2 separate regions of the Mus musculus genome follow, and region 2 is linked to region 1. A link is a contact called in public HiChIP or PLAC-seq data. All regions are on one chromosome and are shown on one strand. Each heading gives the region's core, a stretch centred on a gene start, on an enhancer-like site or on the middle of the called end of the contact. The rest is flanking DNA. Distances are from core to core; before and after follow the strand shown. Region 1 holds the start of Insl5 (insulin-like 5). Region 2 holds the start of Oma1 (OMA1 zinc metallopeptidase).

Region 1 (6,748 bases), core at 1,967-4,466:
TAACTAACAAAGCCTGGTGTGCGTGAGAATCTGTCTGAGGCAACCAGATCTTGGGATACAGAATATAGCATCTGAATATACAGCAACAGACTAAACCCCAACATGCTGGTGTTTTGCCTACATGTACGTCTCTGTGAGGGTGCAGGCACCTCTAGAACTGTAGTTACAGACAGTGTGAGCTCCCATGTGGGTGGAGGGACTTGAACCTGGGCCCTCTGGAAGAGCAGCTGGTGCCCTTAGCCACTGAGTCATAGTCACTAATAGTCTCCAGCCCCTATTTTATTGTGTTTAATGTGGGGTATTTTTTACATAAAAAATTATTTTGATATATTTATAAACTATTACATGAGAATTGCATGCATAAAGACAATGTATTTAAATCACACTTATTCCCACTTCTTCCTTCAACTTCTCCAAAAATCCTAACTCTATCCCAGTCCCAACTTCATGTCTATTTTTAAAATAATTTAATGAGTTCAATTAGTGCTGCCCATATACACATGTGTATGGGACCATCCACTGGAGCATGGTTATCTTACCAGGAACCACACTCTTAAAGAAGACTGACTCCTCCTACCCTAGCCATCAGCAACTCTCAGTTGCTACTATGTCCATTTACCAAAATAGTAGTTGGTTCTCCTTTAGGGCCCATGAGCTCCACGGGCAGGGGTTCCTGTTCAGATGCATAGCACCAGTTATAAATTTCCTCCTATAGAGCAGACCTTACATCCAATCAGAAAGGTCCCTGGTTAGCCCTATACCATTCATGCCGCCATTGCAGCTATGGGCATATCTTAGCATCTTAGTCATTATTATAGCTCACAAGATTCAAAGCTTGGTAAGACAGTTGGTGACTTTTCTCCCCTAACAGCTGGCACAGAAACTTCCAGATCTATGAAAGCTAGCGAGGGAGGCAATTTCCAGGTCAGCACTGGCTTGATTTGCTCAAGTTCCGTGACCAAAGTGTGTGGTATATCCAACAATGTTGTACCGCCAAGTTCTGGTAGGTAAGCCAGAGCAGTGGCAATAGCCTGCATTACTTGGGTGATCTCAGGAACTCTCCGTGACCAACAGTTCCAGGGGAATAGCCCCTAACCATCACCGGGCTTTTCCCTGGCAACCTGTGACTTCTGGGAGGAGCATTCTCCCCCATGTAGGATAACTCCAATGAAACCTTTTTATATTCAGGAAACAGAAAATAGTAGGTAAGTTTCCATGCTTTCCCCCAAACATCCTTAGTGTTAGTTCCTTTATCCTACCCTCCTACTCCTCCCCCACTTAAACATCTCCTCCTACTCCATTTCCCCAGGGTCTTACCACTTTAATTCTATCTCTCCTCCCTTAAGATCTGCCGCCAATGGTGAAAGATTTTTAATGTAGGAGTGACAGAACCAGTTAATCACACCAAGACTTAGACACTTAGAGTTCAAAAGAGTCCTTAAACAATCCAAACTCAAACTTCTCAACTTACAAATGAGAAAACCAAAGCAGCCAGTGCGAAGCTGGCTGCAGAGGGCTCTCTTTCGAGGTCACGGACTTCGTCAGTGTGTCCGCGGCTGGGATGACAAGCTTGTCTGCACTTAGCCATGGACAGAGCTCAGAGCATGGTGACCTCTCATTCACACCCCAAATTAGCGAGATCACTGGAGAGACCCTAAGAACTAAAGAAAAAAGGGGGGCAGAGAGAATATTTAGAATCTAACAGAGCAGCTGGGGGCAACTGCAGGTTTTATTAGTTTCCAGAGTGTATTTATATTCAGGTTTAGGTAGCTGTTCTGGCCTGTTTTCTGTTGCTGTGATATAATATTCTGACCGAAAGCAGCATGGGGGTGAAGGATTATTGCAGTTTACATTCAGATCTCGGTCTACCACTGAGGAAGTTCGGCCAGATGCTGAAGGCAGGGAACCAAAGGAGAACCCATGGAGGCACGGTTCGTATTGGCTCATTCTCTAGCTTCCTCCCAGGCTCATGCTTAGTTTTAGAGAGCCCTGGACCATCTGTGTAGGGATCGTACCACAGGCAGTGGATTAGACCCTCCCACCTCAAGCATCAATCAAGGTGATTCTTCAGCGCTAGGGCTGCAGGTCAGTCTGATGGAGAAAGCTGGAACTGAGACATTCTTGCTCTCAAATGACCCTGAGCAAACTCCTAGTTTAGATAAGGGCTTCAAGTGGTTTACCAAGAGAGGTATTTCACCACTGGGCAGTTTGGGAATACACATCTGGCTTTACTGTAATAGAAATGTATATGCTGAGACAGACAGACCAAACTCACAGATTAAGGGTATCAAGGAACATTCTAGTCACAGAGATTCTGAGCTCTGAAGAAAAGTTATCTCTCCTAGTCTATTCTGATCATAAGGGAAGATGGTAGCCAAGAACTAAACTATTGTTGATATAAAGTAGGACAGGCATTGTCTCATCAATTCTGTGGGTAGTACTATTACCAGCATTAAAAAAAAAATAGAGTACTTACAATATGAACTAACCAGTACCCCCCGAGCTCGTGTCTCTAGCTGCATATGTAGCAGACGATGGCTTAGTCGGCCATCATTGGGAAGAGAGGCCCCTTGGTATTGAAAACTTTATATGCCTCAGTACAGGTGAGCGCCAGGGCTAAGAAGTGGGAGTGGGTGGGTAGGGGAACAGGGCGGGGTGGGGGGTATAGGGAACTTTCGGGATAGCATTTGAAATGTAAATAAAGAAAATATCTAATAAAAAAGAATAAAAAAATAGAGTACTTAAACAAATTGCTTTAGATTCTAGATCTTGTGGGAGGAAAGCCAGGAATCAAATCTGAGTCCGACAGACCTCATCACTGTGTGACTTCCCACTGCATTGACATAGAAGCTGCTTCTGCTCCCGAAGCCTCCCATGCTAGAGAGATACCACTATTGACGTTCAGAGTTTAAAGCTTGTTCTAGGTCAGTCAGCAAATGTAAAGTGGGCATTGAAGCTTATGCATCCCTGCTTCCAAAAGCCTTGTATTTCCACAGCGACTCCTGAGAAGATGCAGCAATGCTAAGTGAGATGTGTTCAGATGACCGAGTGAGCAGCAATAATCATAAAACGCACATGGCTGGTCCTCCACACTGTCACCTATGTGCTTAGTAAACACTGTTAAGATAAGGTAAAGACTATTAAGATAAAGCATCAGAGGGGTTGGTATAAATGGTCCAAGAGGGTGAGATAACTTCAAAACTCCACTGGGTACTGCTGACCACATTGCTTCTCATTTGCTCTCCGGCAGGATGAAGGGCCCCACTCTTGCTCTGTTTCTCCTCTTAGTTCTGTTGGCTGTGGTGGAAGTAAGAAGCAGGCAGACTGTGAAGCTCTGTGGCCTGGACTACGTGAGAACAGTTATCTACATCTGTGCCAGCTCACGGTGGAGGAGACATCTGGAGGGGCATTTCCACTCTCAACAAGGTATTGAATTCACGCACCTCACTTATTTTTCTAGAACCCCCTTTTTAACCACCCCACCCCACCCCCAATTTTCTTAGTATTTCTCTAAGAAATTCTGATCCAGTTGTATATCAATGTAGGGGCTTAATCATCAAAATATATTATGGAATTTGGCCTGGGAAAAAGGCAAACGTGCTACATTTTTTTTTTTAAAGATTTATTTATTTTTATTATATGTAAGTACACTGTAGCTGTCTTCAGACACTCCAGAAGAGGGAGTCAGATTTCATTCCGGATGGTTGTGAGCCACCATGTGGTTGCTGGGATTTGAACTTCGGACCTTCGGAAGAGCAGTCGGGTGCTCTTACCCACTGAGCCATCTCACCAGCCCAACGTGCTACATTTTAAAAAAGCAACACACTGCCATTCTTTAGTCTTTTGAATAAAACCGGTTCGTTGCACGGGGCTTCAGTGAGCTCAGCATCTGTGGGCAGAGCAATGAAGGCTGTAAGAGGCCAGACATCTACCTGCACACAGATGATGACAGAATGTATCAAGTTAGAGTTCAGGCAAATGCCAGACAAGGGTAAAGGGGAGGACCTGAGTCAGCTGACCACGTATTAAGTACCAGGCAATTTCAGGGGCAACACATCACTTAGCTCTCCAGTGAAGTAACTCATGCTACTGCTGCTGGTTATCATTTATTAAGGACAAAACTGTTTACCCAGCCGTTCAGCAGTGAGGCCAGAAAACAAGCCAGGCCTACCTGCTTCAGGAACTGATGTCATTGCTATTACATACTGTGCCCCAGGTGAAGAGAAGGCTTCTGTAGATACTTACATCACAGAGAAGGTAGAATTTGACAGAGGTCCTGAAGGGCCTGTCAAACTGAGAAGTTGTGGGGCAGGAATTAGGGAAGTTGTGAACAATAGAGAACACATGACCAGAATTCCCAGGGTGCCGTGTCAACCTGCTATCACAGCAGCAGTAATGTGCTGACATCATACAACTTCTGTTTTCGATTCAAGGAACTTAGAAGATTGTCTGGAATTCTTTCTGCAAACTTTGTAATGAATTATGAGGTAAAGGGTTGGAGATATGACTCAGAGGCCCATGTTAGGCAGCTAAGAAATGACTGTAATTCCAGCAAATAGTTATATTTTGACTTATTCCTTTCCAATTTGTATCCCTTTGACGACCTCCTTTTCTTGTCTAATTGCTCTTGCTAAAACTTTGAGTACTATATTGAATATGTAGGGAGAGAGTGGGCAACCTTGTCTAGTCCCTGATTTTAGTGGGATTGCTTCAAGTTACTCTACATTTATTTTTTTTTATTTTTTTTATTAGGTATTTAGCTCATTTACATTTCCAATGCTATACCAAAAGTCCCCCATACCCACCCACCCCCACTCCCCTACCCACCAACTCCCCCTTTTTGGCCCTGGCGTTCCCATGTACTGGGGCATATAAATTTTGCGTGTCCAATGGGCCTCTCTTTCCAGTGATGGCCGACTAGGCCATCTTTTGATACATATGCAGCTAGAGTCAAGAGCTCCCGGGTACTGGTTAGTTCATATTGTTGTTCCACCTATAGGGTTGCAGTTCCCTTTAGCTCCTTGAGTACTTTCTCTAGTTCCTCCATTGGGGGCCCTGTGATCCATCCATTAGCTGACTGTGAGCATCCACTTCTGTGTTTGCTAGGCCCCGGCATAGTCTCACAAGAGACAGCTACATCTGGGTCCTTTCGATAAAATCTTGCTAGTGTATGCAATGGTGTCAGCGTTTGGATGCTGATTATGGGGTGGATCCCTGGATATGGCAGTCTCTACATGGTCCATCCTTTCATCTCAGCTCCAAACTTTGTCTCTGTAACTCCTTCCAAGGGTGTTTTGTTCCCACTTCTAAGGAGGGGCATAGTATCCACACTTCAGTCTTCATTTTTCTTGAGTTTCATGCGTTTAGGAAATTGTATCTTATATCTTGGGTATCCTAGGTTTGGGGCTAATATCCACTTATCAGTGAGTACATATTGTGTGAGTTCCTTTGTGAATGTGTTACCTCACTCAGGATGATGCCCTCCAGGTCCATCCATTTGGCTAGGAATTTCATAAATTCATTCTTTTTAATAGCTGAGTAGTACTCCATTGTGTAGATGTACCACATTTTCTGTATCCATTCCTCTGTTGAGGGGCATCTGGGTTCTTTCCAGCTTCTGGCTATTATAAATAAGGCTGCTATGAACATAGTGGAGCATGTGTTTTTCTTACCAGTTGGGGCATCTTCTGGATATATGCCCAGGAGAGGTATTGCTGGATCCTCCGGTAGTACTATGTCCAATTTTCTGAGGAACCGCCAGACTGATTTCCAGAGTGGTTGTACAAGCCTGCACTCCCACCAACAATGGAGGAGTGTTCCTCTTTCTCCACATCCACGCCAGCATCTGCTGTCACCTGAATTTTTGATCTTAGCCATTCTGACTGGTGTGAGGTGGAATCTCAGGGTTGTTTTGATTTGCATTTCCCTGATGATTAAGGATGTTGAACATTTTTTCAGGTGCTTCTCTGCTATTCGGTATTCCTCAGGTGAGAATTCTTCGTTTAGCTCTGAGCCCCATTTTTTAATGGGGTTATTTGATTTTCTGAAGTCCACCTTCTTGAGTTCTTTATATATGTTGGATATTAGTCCCCTATCTGATTTAGGATAGGTAAAGATTCTTTCCCAATCTGTTGGTGGTCTTTTTGTCTTATTGACGGTGTCTTTTGCCTTGCAGAAACTTTGGAGTTTCATTAGGTCCCATTTGTCAATTCTCGATCTTACAGCACAAGCCATTGCTGTTCTGTTGAGGAATTTTTCCCCTGTGCCCATATCTTCAAGGCTTTTCCCCACTTTCTCCTCTATAAGTTTCAGTGTTTCTGGTTTTATGTGAAGTTCCTTGATCCACTTAGATTTGACCTTAGTACAAGGAGATAAGTATGGATCGATTCGCATTCTTCTACACGATAACAACCAGTTGTGTCAGCACCAATTGTTGAAAATGCTGTCTTTCTTCCACTGGATGGTTTTAGCTCCCTTGTCGAAGATCAAGTGACCATAGGTGTGTGGGTTCATTTCTGGGTCTTCAATTCTATTCCATTGGTCTACTTGTCTGTCTCTATACCAGTACCATGCAGTTTTTATCACAATTGCTCTGTAGTAAAGCTTTAGGTCTGGCATGGTGATTCCACCAGAAGTTCTTTTATCCTTGAGAAGAGTTTTTGCTATCCTAGGTTTTTTGTTATTCCAGACGAATTTGCAAATTTCTCCTTCTAATTCGTTGAAGAATTGAGTTGGAATTTTGATGGGG
Region 2 (7,335 bases), core at 4,345-6,844, 290 kb before region 1:
ACGGAAACTCCGGGCCTCTATTACGGCAGGACAGCTTGGAGAACAGGAGGCCGCGAGAGCAGGAACGCCAGCCACTTTCCTTGCTCCTTGTCTTAGAACAGAATCACCCCGCACAGTACATCTGTAGGTAAGCACCCCCAATTCCTTGCTTTGGGCACTTGAGAGGCATCTTGATTTTTTGTGATTGAGAGTCCTACAGAAAAGAAAGTTTCTAGGCAGTAAGGTCACTGAATGACAATGACTGACTGTGTTCAGTCCCCAGTATGCATTTACTGCTCGGAGCTTTGGTGCCAGTGGACAGCTTGCTGGGGGGGTCCACTGTCTCCTGTTGGCCAGGTTATTCACTCCAGAGAGAAACCGATTTATCCTGGTAGACTGCAGTCCATAAAGGAGGCTCATCTTTCTTTTGCTTGGTTATCTAGAACACACACACACACAAATAAGATATAAACACCTGTGGAAAACATGTATTTACAAACTGGGAATGTAATGCTTAAGAAACACATGCTGAGGGGCTGGCAAGGTGGCTCAGCGGTTAAGAGCATGACTGCTCTTCCAAAGGTCCTGAGTTCAAATCCCAGCAACCACATGATGGCTCACACCCATCTGTAATGAGATCTGATGCCCTCCTCTGGTGTGTCTGTAAACAGCTACAGTGTACTTGCACATAATAAATAAATAAATCTTTTTTAAAGAGAAGAGAAGAGAAGAGAAGAGAAGAGGAGAGGGGAGGGGAGGGGAGGGGAGGGGAGGGGAGGGGAGGGGAGGGGAGGGGAGGGGAGGGGAGGGGAGGGGAGAGGAGAGGAGAGGAGAGGAGAGGAGAGGAGAGGAGAGGAGAGGAGAGGAGAGGAGAGGAGAGGAGAGGAGAGGAGAGGAGAGGAGAGAAACAAGACACATGCTGAACGCGTCAGGGTAGATGCCTGTACTTCAGTGCACCACGCGCAGCAGCACCTTCAACAGGACAAGCCAGAGGAACGCACACAGCCTCAGCTCACTACACAGTGCTTACTTTCAACACTTGAATTTTTTCACTTCATTTTAAGAAAAAACATTTTATATTTTTTTTAGTTGCAGGGACTCTATTTGATCAGCAAATCATTTGTCAAAATAAGAAATAGCTTCGATAAAACAACAAATGTGAATCAGTTGACAGTAATAAGAGTATAATGGGATAGAAAGGCTAACTTAAAAAAAAATGTTATCTTTAAGACTTTTAATGTACTCATTCCAATAAACCCATGGGGCTTTTGATTAGAATCAGGATGAAAAGAGGGACTTTAATGCCACCTAAAATTGACTTTTTAAAGGGAATGCATAAAATGAGGATTTCCACATACTTGGGGGGTAGGCAAAGAAGGACTGAATGATGGGAAACAAGACTCAACCTACAACTGCCCCAGAGAATGGCTTTGGTGAGTCTCCAAACCACACATAAGAGAAGGACTACGCCTATAAGTGCCCTAAACTGAAGGTGTGATGCTGGGCACGCCTGTGGACCAGGCAGCTAGAGCTTATGGGCAGAAGGAAACACAAAACCCAAAGAGAGAACTCAAGGTCTCTGCAAGCCCCTCCCTTCTCTGCAGGCCTCCCTATGCAGCTGAGTACTAGCTGGGCATACGAATAAGAAATCCCCCTGAAGCTTGCAAAGAACCATAATTTCTGGGCACAATGCACAGGCCAGGGTGCAATATCTGCTCCCATTGATCAAAGTGGGAAAAGTTCCCATTTGTAATTCACAGAAATTGGGTGGAACTCCAAAGAGTCCAGCACGGATGTGAGAGCTGCTCTAGCCCCAATAGCAAAGACTAAAACAAACACCCAGAGAAACAGCACTCTAAAGGATCAAGCTGCTTCTAATAGCCACATCTTGGATTTAAAAAACAAAACAAAACAAAACAAAAAAAACTCAAGAATCAAAAAATAAACATTTAGCAACATGTAATTCACAATTTAAAATTACCAAGCAGAAAATGAGATTCACAGAATTAAAGAAATATTAATCAAAGGAAGCTGACTCCTATCTAATACAAATGGCAGTATTAGTAGACAAGGATATTCGAGTTGTTATAACTAAATTCCACGTGTTAAAGCAGTGAGCTAGCTAGTTACACAAGGCAGAAGTCGTTCTTAAGACACTGGTAGGAGAAAGACAAAAAAAATTGAACTGTTTCACATAGGAAAGTATATTTAAGCTCTTTTAATAGAGATCAAACTATAAAAATGACATGAATACATTTCTTCCCTTCAAATCTGATGATTTACTGTTACAAAGCTCAGACACTTGTCCAGGCATGACCTCAACTTAGAGAATGAGCCAGGAGGTCATGTTAGTCCCTAGTAGCCATTGGTCTCAAAGACATCGGTAGACACTTAGCACAGAGAAAACTTCACATTACGCCGTATCCAGCATATGAATACAAAGACCCACGTAGGGCCTATAGTTGGTGCCGCAGCACACAAAGGGCAGGTAAGCTAGACCTGGGAGGAAAGGCTCTGCACAGGCTTGCACAGAAAAGGACGACGAAACGTACCTACCATATGTGAGAGACCACAGGGAGGGGAAGGCAGGGCTGAGACAGGCTGACTACCGACTCATGCAGAAGATGCCTGAAGGCCTTCATGGTTCTGAGACCCTACTGTGCTTTCCACATCTGCCTGGGCTTCAGAGGCTCTCTAAGGTAGCTCCTGCTCTTCACCCAGTCTCCCTGTCTTACCTAGAAATGAGCTCAACATTCCCATGGCAGGAGGCAGCTGTACAAGACCCATGTGCAAGTTAACATTTCCATGGTAACTGTGTCATGAGACAATCTGAGGGATGCTCCCTACTCCAACTTCCCAATCTTCTACAAACCACGTTCCCAACTATACAGACTTAGCCTTAGGATGTTAACATCCAGAAAAACCAAAGGTCACTTTAAGTCAGCCCTGCCAATCTACCTCACTACCTCAGCCCAGCTCATCCTACTTTTGGGCCCCCGAGTTAGAGATTTTACTATATTGTAACTACCTCACTTTAGTTCACTACCAACCCCTCCTCTAAGGAACCTAAAGCAATCCCTCAGGAAGGCAAATCAAACCAGGTGGGCAGTGGTGGCACATACCATTAATCCCAGCACTCAGGAAGCACAAGCTGGCAGGGATCTCTGTGAGTTCAAGGCCACCCTGGTCTACAGATCGAGTCCCAGGACAGCCAAGCCTACAGGAAGAAACCCTTTCTTTAGAAATGAATTAAGATACATTGCTCTGATCCATAACCAAGATGATATGCTAATCTACAAACAGCAGGACGTGCTACTACCTGCAAGAGCCCTGAAGCTGAGAAGAGCGAGCCTGTACTCTAGCACTTGAGTCACAGAGCTGTTCAAGACAATTTAAAAACAAAACTTCAGTCCAACAGGGTAACAGGAGAAGCAAAGTCCAATGCCAAAAGCAACACTACATAAGACTTCCTATAGAATGTTCCCTGTGCTGTCCACTATGGCAGCCCTGGCGTGTGGCTAGGTGCATATGAGGAGCACAATTTGTACTCTGCTTCATTTTTATTAAAATGAATAAGAGGACAGCTCTGCACAGTGCGGGTTAGTGTGATAGATGCAGGCAAGCTGCAGCAAGGCCAGGCAGATGTGAACAGTCACACAAAGGAGGCCCAACTATATAACAAAATTTGTTTTTTATGTTGCCAAATGTTACAAACGTTTCTGCAAACGCTACAAATTCAGTCTTAATGTGAAATTTACCTATTTTAAAATGTTGCCAACCAAATTAATAAAAGTTGATCATCTTAACCAAACATTCCTGTATCTCATTGGTTAAGGATTGTTTTAGTCATTGATTCATTAATTCATTGATAAATCATTATAGGAATGAATGCTACAAGTCAGACGCCACTCTGTGTAGCAGATAAAAAGCAAAGACAAGACAAAAATGCCTGCCCAATCAGTAAAGCTAGTAAAGACAAACACACGAATAGATACAGATATAAGTCTTATAAAAAGCCTACGTGAAATTCAGGGGGCAGAACGGTGTTTATGAGGAATCCAGTATTTCCTCTTTCTGGGCAATTTAAGTGTTTACAGGGTATGTTACTTTGTGAATCCTAAGCCAAGCAAGCTCTTCTGTAATTTCCACTGGTTATCTGTGAGCTTTTCAATAAACTTCCTAATGTTGCTTCCAGCTTCCCAGTTCCAAAGGCACCTTCTCCAAGCCTCCTTCATCCACTGCTAAATGACAGAACATCTAGTGTATAGATATCCCCCCTCAGAAAATAAACTCTCTTCCAAATGTCATGCACCCTATTCGAACTGCTGGGATCTATCTGCTCATGAGAAAAGTGCTCATTTCAGAGCAGGTGCAAACATATTTAACGTAGTCTACCCATAGAAGGTAAAAACAAAAGCTCCAAACACTAGGTACATAATTAAAATCATTAGCATTTCTAACACTGGCAATCAAGTGCCATCCAGAATAGAAACCGTAGTTGTTAATCCGTAATCACTGATTAATCCTTCAAAAAAAAAATGTTTTTAATGGGGAAAGAAATCTGTTTATACATTTTCAAAGAGCCAGTCACTACACTACACAGCACCTAAGAAGAACTGGGACTGACGTGTGCTCTTCAAAGAACTGTGGCAGGCCAACAAACATAGCTGGCAGACTTGTAGGATTAGGAAATTAATGATGTGAGAAAATTACACAATTTGGATTGCTAGCCTCTAAGAACATTTCAAACCCTTAGTTCTTCAAGTGCCATCTCAGAATGAGCAAGTAGTGCGCACTCACTCGCACTCACTGCTGATGGCTAGGAGACAGTTTTAACAACTCTTACTGAAAACTACAATTTCTTCTCTAGTTTCTATGGAAACAGCTGTCAGATTGGCAAAAATAGGACATGCACTTTAAAATAATCATTCCAGCTAAGTACACATGATGGACAGCTTCTTAAAAAAAAAAAAAAAAAAAAAAAGTAAGTTATCAGGGTTGGCTCTTAAGCTTCCAAATGTCACACCGCACCCCTGCATCTTGGCTCGGGATGATGCCTATGAAGTTAAATCCTTTTAAGAGGGCTCCAAGACCTTGAGAGACGCTAGGAGGCGATGAACTCCTAAATTCCAAATGTGGGGTTTTCATCTGCTGGGACTAACATTTCTGGCGGAGGTTTGCCCCAGCACAGTTGCTCCCCGTCACACCGCGAGTGCTAAGTATTATAACAAGTGATCCTTGAATACAAGTTTTTGAGGAAACCAATGAGCTCCCTGGAACTGCTCCGACTGCGCTAATGCTGCGAGCTGGGGCAGGAGAGCATGTGTCGCTCTGCACAAGGACGAGCGGCGAGGCGGAGGGGAGACCCGCACAGGCCAGACCGGCAACGCCTGGAGGAAGCGCCGCTTAGGAGGAAGCCACCACCCGAGGCGGGAGGCAAACTTCCAGAAAGCTCCACCCACCGAGCCGTTCGCCTCGTCCGGCACGGCCTAGGCCCACCGCGGTCCCCGAATCCCCCGGGCCCCGCTCCCCTCTCCGCCCTCCCCGCCCCGCTCTGGAAGAACGCCGAGCCGTCACCGTGAGCGCGCACTGAAGCCACAGCCCGAGCGGAATCCAACAGCCGGCTCCGCGCAGGCGCACACCTTTCCCAAGCCCCGCCCCCTCACTTCCTGCCCTGGGGACCTCTCCGGCGCTTTTTGCTCCGCCCTTGTGAGAGCCAAGTCCGTTTCCCCAGTCCCAGTCCTGGCCGGCTGCGGCTGTACGGACTGTGGCGCCGTCTCGCCCCCGTGTGGTGGGAGGAGGATAGCCCAGATTTAAGCTACCTGCCAGGAACTCTACACCTCCTTGGTACTTGGCATGGCTGTGTTGGATCCATGCAAAACCGTGCCTGCTGTAGTTTCTACACCAGTTCTGCCAAAAGGAAAGCGATTCCAGGGGCTGCTGGAGAACTATGATGCCTTGACTTGAAGCTGCACTGATCATTCTGATCGTAGGTATAACATTAACTCCAGCATCCCGATTACTTACTAACAATCATCCCTCAGTCCTAGATAAAGGTGCATAAAAATAAGACTAAATATGAAAGACTGTTTCACCATGATCGCTCTAGGACACCAGACTTATAAGTGGTCAGCAGTATTCATGACAACAGCTCCTGGAGTGTCCTAAGACCAGATTTCATTGTGGGAATGTTTTACAAAGGAGTGTGAATACTGGCAGGCATGATTCTGTGGGAGCTGCAGCTACCCACCAGAGCCAAAAAAAAAAAAGATGCTTTGTGATTATATGAATTATTCTGGTTTTCTAATAGGCTACCTAAGACACACATTAAAGATAAAAATACTATTTATGTATTCAACTATTTATGTATTCAACAAATATTTATCTAATGTGTGACAGACACTTCATGGTGGTGATCAATATCATATGGTTACTGCAAGGAAGACATCATGAAGCAGGGATTGACAAAGGTGGACAGAGAGCATGACTACACTGAAGGTTTAGGCGTATTCAATCCATCACATCCGCTAGATGGGCTGTGGAAATATTTATAAGCAGTCATAGAGTGAACATGGTTCTACAACCCAATGGGAGCTGGGAACATAACTAGCAGAGTCACCAGTAAGGAAGAGATGAGTCAGACCTTGGGTACCATTGAGGAAAGGGGTAGATGGGTTAAGAGAAAATAGAAGTTGGGAGACAGAACCCTAGAGAACTTAAACATTTTAAAACTCAAACGAGGGCATGGTGGTTTATCTCTTCAGTTCTACCATTTAAGAGGCTGAAACCAGAAGATGACTTTGAATTCAAAACCAGGTTGGCAGATTCCATGGTCAATCCCAGGTCAGCATGGTCTACAGAGTAAGACTCTGTCTTAAAACCTAAAAAAACAAAAACAACAAAAAACAACAACAACAACACAACAAAAGTAAGAAGAGAATTAGATAGATAGAGAAAGCCAAAAGGAAGGGAAGGGGGTTGGGGTGAGTATTCAGTATGCTATAATTAATGGTAACTTACCAATACTTAACTTCATTTAAAGATAGTGATATTTTTCTGGGTATAGTGACACACCCTTCTAGTCCCAGCTCGTGGAAGACTGGGGCAGGAGAAGATCAATGATAACTGGCTGAGACATTTTATGAGCCATTTACATAGTGCCTGCCAGCCCCCTCATTTATATGTTAGACATGTAGACATGTTTTGTTTCTTACATGTAGTTCTTGGTCATGGATGAAAATGAGGTTCCAGTCTCTGACATTGGTCACTTCCTTTTTTTCAATATTTATTTCCTTACATAAGTGTTTTGTACGTGTGTAAGTCTGCACACCGGAAGAAGGCATCAACGATGAATTG

Evidence for each region. HiChIP or PLAC-seq counts read pairs in DNA pulled down with a chosen protein or histone mark.
Region 2: a contact with region 1 is called in an H3K4me3 HiChIP or PLAC-seq map of bone marrow-derived macrophages, with 5 times the contacts expected there. The contact joins the promoter of Oma1 here to the promoter of Insl5 in region 1. A contact is called at or near these places in 11 of 39 promoter capture datasets (the 3T3-L1 cell line, the C10 cell line, the HPC-7 cell line and 6 more), 1 of 115 datasets of contacts at active chromatin or transcription factors (bone marrow-derived macrophages) and 1 of 9 other capture datasets (liver).

What each region holds. Positions count from the first base shown.
Region 1 is chr4:103,023,196-103,029,943 of GRCm38.p6, reverse strand. Insl5 (insulin-like 5) reads left to right here and starts at 3,216. Exons shown (of 2, transcript NM_011831.2): 1 at 3,216-3,426. The coding sequence starts at 3,252.
Region 2 is chr4:103,312,105-103,319,439 of GRCm38.p6, reverse strand. Oma1 (OMA1 zinc metallopeptidase) reads right to left here and starts at 5,594. Exons shown (of 9, transcript NM_025909.3): 1 at 5,557-5,594; 2 at 1-418. The coding sequence starts at 399. Gm36523 (a long non-coding RNA gene) reads left to right here and starts at 5,718. Exons shown (of 6, transcript XR_867961.2): 1 at 5,718-5,968; 2 at 7,282-7,335.